Linked DNA regions of Drosophila melanogaster: region 2 is linked to region 1. The links are chromatin contacts, called in public Hi-C maps. All regions are on one chromosome and are shown on one strand. Each heading gives the region's core, a stretch centred on a gene start, on an enhancer-like site or on the middle of the called end of the contact. The rest is flanking DNA. Distances are from core to core; before and after follow the strand shown.

Region 1 (4,209 bases), core at 1,383-3,882:
GCACAAGGTGCAGCCCTTGTGACTCTCCAAATTCGAAGCATAATAATTACTACTGCTGATCCCATTGCAATTTATAAGTTTGACTTCAAACCAGACGAGTCCAATTAGAAGCCAAATAAGATTGGCTCTATTGCGTTTAATCTTTGAACAGTTACGCATTGAACCATGAATCGCTGGCCAAGGTGCTTCAATTTCCCTCAAAGGGGACACCAGTAGGCTTCTCTCTGACTGACTAAATAGTTTACCTCCTTGTACTAAGTCATAATTAGTTCCGTAATTTGTCTCCAAAGACTGGCATTTGGCATCGCTAAAATTAAGTCTTTGCTCAAAGCCGCTCATATTATCTTGCATTAGATGATGAAGTCGCTTAGTATATCTGTGCCTGCGTCGTCTGTGATTGCGTCGGCGTCGCCTCCTTCGCTGTCGTTTACGATTGCGACTTTTACAAAGCACTCTACATAAATTGTTGGACTTTACCTGTTGGTCGTTATTTATGTCATACGATGTATACCCATAAAGCAACTTTAGCTTCGTCTCCGAAGTGCTACTGGGAGTTTCATTAGGTGTGGTAGGAACCGAGACGTGCACTGTCCTACTGCTGGCTTGGCTTCTATCTGCAACTCCAGACTGGCCAGGCACGGAAAATATGTCTAGGAGTATGCAGCTTGTCAGGAGTGTCGCTACCGCAGTAACCCACCGAGCCAGCACTAAAATAACCGCCACAAACCTTGATACTCTAAGGACTTCGAGGTCAGCAACTTTTTTACGCATTGCAGCGGGTTGTGGAAATGACTTCCGGGAGCCAAGGCTGTTGCAGCAGTTTAAGTTAAAGCAGCAACAGCACTTTACAACCACAACGCAGCATCCTTGGCGACAGCAGATGCATTGACAATTAAAGAAACACCTGCTGCCTTTGAATGGCGCCCCCGATTGCGAATGATTAGAATCGAAGGCAAATCGCATCTTTGATATATGGCAAGCGTGTAGTACAGGCACTGTCCCTTAGAAACGTGGTACAAGTATTGTCAATTTTATTTTTCTGGTAAATATTTTTTTAATCATTGCAAATCTTTTTCCTTTCCTTTCCTTTCTGTCGTTCATTTCGTCTGCCTGTTCAAAATACAAATTTTCGATTAGATAAGTGGTAAGCTAACTGGAAATTAATATGGACACTAAACAAGAGAGGAGGCTACAAATTGGCAAATAAATTAAAAACACCGGAGAAAGCTATAGTCGACTTCCCCGATGCGAAGTTTCATAATTTTTCAGGGATATTTATAAATATTGTGCAAAAAGATACGAAAAAGTTTTAAATTTGTTTGAAAATGTGGGCGTGACCGTTTCGCTCGTTTTGTGGCCAAAGTGTTTTTTATATACAAAAATTGGTTCCAACAAGGCGGTGCAACAGCACATACTTCAAGAGCATCGATGGCTGTTTTGAGGGAACACTTTCCAGAGCGCCTTATCTCAATTAGAGGCGATTTGGAATGGCCGGCACGATCTGTCCCCTTGTGATTTTTTTCTATTGGGTTTTTTGAAGTCCCGTGTTTATGTGAACCGTCCAAGAGCCCTACAAGATTTGAAAACCAACATCCAAGAAGAAATTGCCATCATAACACCTGCCATGCTAACAAGACTCACGACAAACGCCAGAAATCGGTTTACGCAATGTATGGAGAATGGGGGACGTCACCTATCAGATTTCATCTTCAAAAAATATGACATGTACGTACAATATAAAAAAAAATAAATTTTTTCCGATGCCTACAATAGTTTTCATTGAGTTCTGAAAAAGGAAATTATGCTGCCGCACCCTGTATATACTTTGTATGCTCGGCAATGCTCCCTTCTACATGGTACTTACTTTTTAACGTATATAGTATACCCTTTGATTCTACGAGTAAGGGAATATATATACGGGTATACAAATCTTAAATGATATATTCTCCGAATACTTGTTTACTTGATAATTAACCAGTAATTGAACCAGTTTGCGTTGAAACGGACGGACGGTTACGGCTCTTACTGCTAGCCATACAGATGAACATATATTCTTCGTGTGGTCGTAATTGTCTCCTTTACTGCGTTGCAAGAAACTGACTTAAATCAATATACACTTTGAAAGGGTACAACACATTAAAATTAGTCTAAACCTGACGCCGAGCTTCGGATGGCACAGTTATTATTACGCCAGAAATACTTCATACCATGCACCAACAGAAGCGGACAGACAGACTCATCCGTCCCTTCTGAAGAACTCAAGGCGACACACAGACTGTGTCCAGATGAAAAGACCTACGCCTGAATGGTGGTTACTTAGAAGCCTAGCAGCGGAAAGGGATGAAGAGGAATTAAAAGCATGCGTTCAACAAAAAAATTTGTACATATGTAAGAAGGAAGGTGGTTATGTGTATAGGCTTATGATCAGTGTATGTAACAATATGTATCACCTTTTTCTTTTTAGAAACAATAAATTTTCAACTAAGTAAATATATTTCTTCACGAGAAATATTAGGGACACTATCACATTTTCACGATTTATAAATGTATTATGCTTTTCCTTTTAGCACGGAAACAATATTTTGTATCTCCGTTGGTTGCTAAATGACATTGCATACTTTGTGAAACTAAGATGACACTTTAAGCTTTTCAAAAGCTTTCTTGAAAATAACAATATTTCAGCGTTGCCATATTTGCACCAGAAATATCTGTTGCCATTCAAATTAGAAAGAATATCGATGCTATCGATATATGCTTCCTTTCACGATTAAAAAGTCGGCAGATTCAAATGGATGAATTTCAATAACCTAAATCATTTTTAAATCGTAATCGTAACTAATAAATAAAAATGTTGTTAAGCGTAGATGGAATCGTTTACCCAAAATTCCAAATTAGCAGTCGATCTTGTGTCGATCTATGTGCGCCTAAACATTAACAGATTTATCTGTAAAACTTTACGTCCAATTCAGTTAGATTCAAATCAAGATATAAATATTAATATTATATTCATTTGCTAGTACGAATGCGAACGCAAAATTTCATCATTTTTCTGGGATATCGATATTAGGGGGAAATAAAATGGGAAAAAATTGTTATACCTGTTATTCGTGGTTTGCGGGCTTTATATTGGGCGTTTTTTGGCAAATCGATAGAAATTTACAAGACTAATAAAATTATGAAAAATATCCAATACATTTTCATAAACGTGGGAGTAGCAGTTTTGGTCGATTTTAGCGCTTTGAGTGGTCGTGGCAAAAATGTTTTTTGCAGATCGATAGAAATTTACAAGATTATTAGTCTTGTATGAAAAAGTATGTATGAGAAAATATAAAAACATTTTTCAAAAGTGTGGACGTGGCAGTTTTGTGCAGTTTGTGGGCGTTAGATGAAATTATGAAAAACTATCCACAAATTGTTCAAAAATGTGGGCGTGCCAGTTTTGTGCGCTTTGTGGGCGTTAGAGTGGTCGTGTCAACATCTGTCAACAAACTTGCGCTGCGTCTATGTCGCTTGAATCTGTATGCTGATCTCAAGCTTTTACGTTTACGTACAGTACATGAGATTTCGAGTTCATTCGGAAAGACGGACGGTCGAACAGACGGTCGGACAGACGGTCGGACGGACACACGGATACACGGACATACGGACAAGGCCAGATCGATTCGGCTATTGATCCTGATCACACTTTATATGGTTGGAAACGCTTCCTTCTGGTTGTTACATACTTTCCAAATGTGAAATTCGAGTAAGTATTCTATTATTTTGCTGATTTTAGTTATGCAAATCGATATAAGGAAAAGCCCAGCAGATAATATTTCTTTATCCTTTACTTGTTAACAAAAAAAGGGTAAACCGTACTCTCTGAAGAATATTTAACAGAAAGAACAAAGAGGATGTATACGTAACTTCACCGGAATACCTACAATTATTGGCTACATTTACTTTTTACTTCCTTCGAAACGATTGCATCAAACTAGAAATAGAATACGAATATTTTGTTGTTGGTTGTTTTCATCATATACATACATGTACATAGACATAACAAATAAATAATTTACGTTTTGATACAAGCAAAAGCCTCGTAGGAGTTACTAGAATCTGGACGGATAACTTCAATTTTTTGATATCTATAGTTTTATAGGTTTTGACTTTTATAAAGATGGACCGACGGACAAGGGGACTGACTGGCATGTATCGGTCGTCTACGTT
Region 2 (3,882 bases), core at 1,093-3,592, 170 kb after region 1:
GTATTCTAACTAAAAGCATATGCGATTTCGACAAAAAAAATAATTTTTAAAACATAACTTCGCTATAAATTTTAGGGGTCACAGCGGCGAGGCCGAAATGTTTTCGGCATATCGATAGAAATGGGCAAAGCAACTGATTTAATTCAAAACAACAGAGAATGCTAAGGTCGACTTCCCCGACTATCAAATACCCTGTTATTTTAGCATTTTAATAAAAGCCGAGCTTGAAGCAAATACCCTAAAGTATAACAGAATATGATGCCGACATGTATCTCAGTTTTATACCGCTTACTTGAGTAGTAAATATTGTCTTCCCTATTCTACCAACCAAATACTCTAAAGTATAACAGAATATGATGCCGACATGGATCTCAGTTTTATACCGCTTACTTGAGTAGTAAATATTGCCTTCCCTATTCTACCAACCAAAACTGTCAAACTCACGTATTTCAATTAAGGATTTATCATTAGATACCCTTTATATTATAATATAGTAAATTGGTTGAAAAGTACTTAACGGAAAAAGGAAACGGTTTAGACCCTATAAAATATAAATTCTTGGATATTCAAGATCATTAGCTGAGTCGATCTGGTCATGTCCGATTCTCTGTTCGTTCGTGTTATTGTCGGAAACCTAAGGCTGTCAGAATACCACTATTTATTTAGTAAACATTTCGCAATGCACCAAAATTGTGTGAATCATTGTCTACTTAAAAGTATTGAAAAAATTATGAGCTTACGGTATACAATGTTTAATGTTTTGAGAGTTTTGGGCAATAAATACCACCTCCACTAGGCGCACACAGCAAGAAGAATAAAAGTTCGTTATCATTTCCTATTCATTTCAAAATGTGCTCGGGGCCTTTTGTCTTCAGCTTATTGGCTAATTGTTGCTTTAAATAATAGCTTAAACTAAATTCGGTTTCACATCAATTTTGTACACATTTTGCATTAATTTGGTCGTCGACTTAATTTACAACAGCATTACCATTTTAAGTGAACGCAGACATAACTTCTTTTATACCTCGTCATATATAAGCCTATTGAATGTTACAACCGTTATCTCTAGTTTTTCGTTTTACTGTTGTTTATATTACAGATCTTTAAAAGTTATCAGAATTGAAATATTGTTTATAGGAGCTATTCGATGTCCGTATGAACGTCGAGATATCAGGAACTATAAAAGCTAGAAGGTTGAGATTAAGCATACAGATTCTAGAGACAAAGACGTCGAGCAAGTTTGTTGACACATGTAGCCACGCCCACTCTAACGCCCGCAAACCGCCAGAAACTGCATCGCCCACATTTTGAAAAATTGTTTGATATTTTTCTAAAAAAAAATTTTATTAGTCGTGTAACTGCCACGTCCACATTTTTGAAAAATTGTTGGATATTTTATTAATAATTTTATTAGTCTTTTAAATTTCTATCGATTTGCGTTTGAACAATTTTTAAATGTTTTCTCATTTTATTCCCCAATATCTATCGATATCCCAGAAAAATTATGAAATTACACTAGCTGAGTAACGGGTATCTGATAGTCGGGAACTATAGCATTCGCTCTTATTTCTTGATCCGGCCTATGGGATTTATGAGATATATATCGTTTTGACAATCAAACTACATTAATATTAAACAAAAACATTTATCGAAAAAGGTTCAAGTGGATAGTTTAAAAGAAGCAGAATAGCAGAAACTGTCGTTTTTAACAATAATATAAGCGTCTACATGCACCAGCAGTTTTGGTATCTCCATTTTTGGTATATATATATATATATATATATATACAATAAAATCGGTTAATTATAGCACAGCTCATAGCACATAAAAATTTTTAATAAATTTATAACTAAGACGACGTATTTCGCATATAAATAATTAAAGCTGGCGACGTAACTCTTTTTAACTTACACACAGAGGACTTGCGAGGAGACGTTATTGTTCCGGCCCCAAAAAAACTAGAGGACTTAATACACTTAGCAGAACTTTGTGTTGATTTGTTGCAACAAAATGAGGAACATTACGGAGAAGTAAGTTGTATTTTTTTATTAAAATAGTTCGGTTTCATATGTTTTTTCATACATTTTTTGTTTTAATGATATACCTTTCATTACCATCATCCTTATATTTTCGGTGTTATTCATCCCACAATAAAAAGTATATAATATCTTAAACAACAATTGTAATTTTTTTTTAAATGTTTAAGTACCAAACTTAGTTGTGCTTTTACCGTGTCCAGTTGGTGTTTACTGTAATTTTACATAAATGTCGTAACTTAACCAAATCTATGTATAATATACATGTTACACGCCGACTTTGATGTGGTTAACTGGTTATTTTTTGTTATTTACATATGTAAAATTGTGCTTTTTGTGTATTAAGTGACTAAAGAATGATTATACCCCAGTCCACTATTTCTCTACATTTACATTTCAATACCAAATTTATATAACAAGCTAATTAAATGGTATTAGATTTATTTGGTGCGATAATCCAAATGGTACATGTACTTAGTTAGAATATGTTTTAATTTATATTATCATCAGTAAAGACTTCACACCCCTGCAACACAAAAAAAAAATATCTGCAAAAAGTTTCTTCAAAAATTAGGGTTTCTTAGATCTATATAAAATTAGTATACTGATCATAGAAAAATCGATAAAAAAAAAGAGAATCAAGAAAGGAGCTAGATTTGTCAAGCCAATGAGTACAATTTATTTATAATTTATTTATAAAAACAATAAAACTACAATTTCCTTTCTGACATTAAAAATAAATTTCTGGTATATATAGTCCTATGACAGCTTTTTTTTATATTCGTCTGATTTTAATCAAACATAAACCGAAATTACTCTAAATCTAACGCCCATAAACGCCAACACATTCAAAAATGTATTCGAATTTTTTAGTTTTATTTATCTTTTTGCCAATTTCTGCTAATATTGCGATATCAGATATTTAAAAGTGATAAAAGTGCCCGTTTTAACTTTAAAACTTTTAAACGAGAATATTTTAAGAAAAGTTAGGGCGGTATGTTACAGTCGTAGAAATCTACGAAAAAATGAAAACAATTTATGACAAAAACAATAAAACTAAAATTTCTTTTCTGACATTACAAATAAATTTACGATGTACATATATAGCTACTTATATAGTCGTCTGATTTTAATCAAACATAAACCGAAATTACTCTAAATCTAACGCCCATAAACGCCTACACATTCAAAAATTTATTCGAATTTTTTAGTTTCATTTTTCTATTTGCTTATTTCTACTTATATGGCGATATCAAATATTTAAAAGTGATACAAGTAACCGTTTTTATTTCTTAATAACTTTTAAACGTAAATATTTTAAGAAAAGTTAGGGCGGTATGTTGCAGTCGTAGAAATATACGAAAAAATTGAGAACAATTTATGATAAAAACAATAAAACTACAATTTCTTTTCTGACATTACAAATAAATTTCCAAATGTATAGTCCTATGAAAGCTATTTTATATAGTCGTCTGATTTTAATCAAACATAAACCGATATTATTCTAACTAACGCCCATAAAGCGCCTTAAAATGACACAGCCACTATTTTGAAAAATGTTTCTATTCTACAATTTTTCATACTATTATTTGTCTTGCTATTTCTTACCGACATGACAACAAACGTTGCCACGCCCACTCGAAGGCGCATATGCGGAACAAAACTGCACCGCCTACTCTTGAAAAATGTGTTCCTGTTTTTAAACCCGTTACTCGTAGATTAAAAGGGTATACTAGATTCTTTGAAAAGTATGTAAAAGGCAGAATTCCTTATATGTTCGAAAACGGTAGGACACTGAAAAAAATAAATTGTAAATTGCGAACGCTATAGTCGTGTTCCCCGATTA

What was found. Hi-C and Micro-C count contacts between places; a contact is called where the count stands out from the background.
Region 2: a Hi-C map of the S2 cell line shows a contact between it and region 1, with 2.0 times the contacts expected there. The contact joins the enhancer-like site here to the promoter of Actbeta in region 1. A contact is called at or near these places in 13 of 107 Hi-C or Micro-C datasets (the Kc167 cell line, the ML-DmBG3-c2 cell line, the S2 cell line and 5 more).

Annotation. Positions count from the first base shown.
Region 1 is chr4:1,082,164-1,086,372 of dm6, forward strand. Actbeta (Activin-beta) reads right to left here and starts at 2,633. Exons shown (of 6, transcript NM_143685.3): 1 at 2,451-2,633; 2 at 1-1,110. The coding sequence starts at 963.
Region 2 is chr4:1,248,854-1,252,735 of dm6, forward strand. It overlaps Cadps (Calcium-dependent secretion activator), which reads left to right. Exons shown (of 23, transcript NM_001031858.2): 17 at 1,918-2,030. Among named protein-coding and RNA genes, the nearest start is that of Cadps, 20 kb to the left of the region's middle. Within about 2 kb of position 2,343, at least 17 of the 39 cell types and tissues checked have an H3K27ac peak or open chromatin away from gene starts, as enhancers often do. A contact at or near this core is called in the S2 cell line and eye imaginal disc, where this site is marked.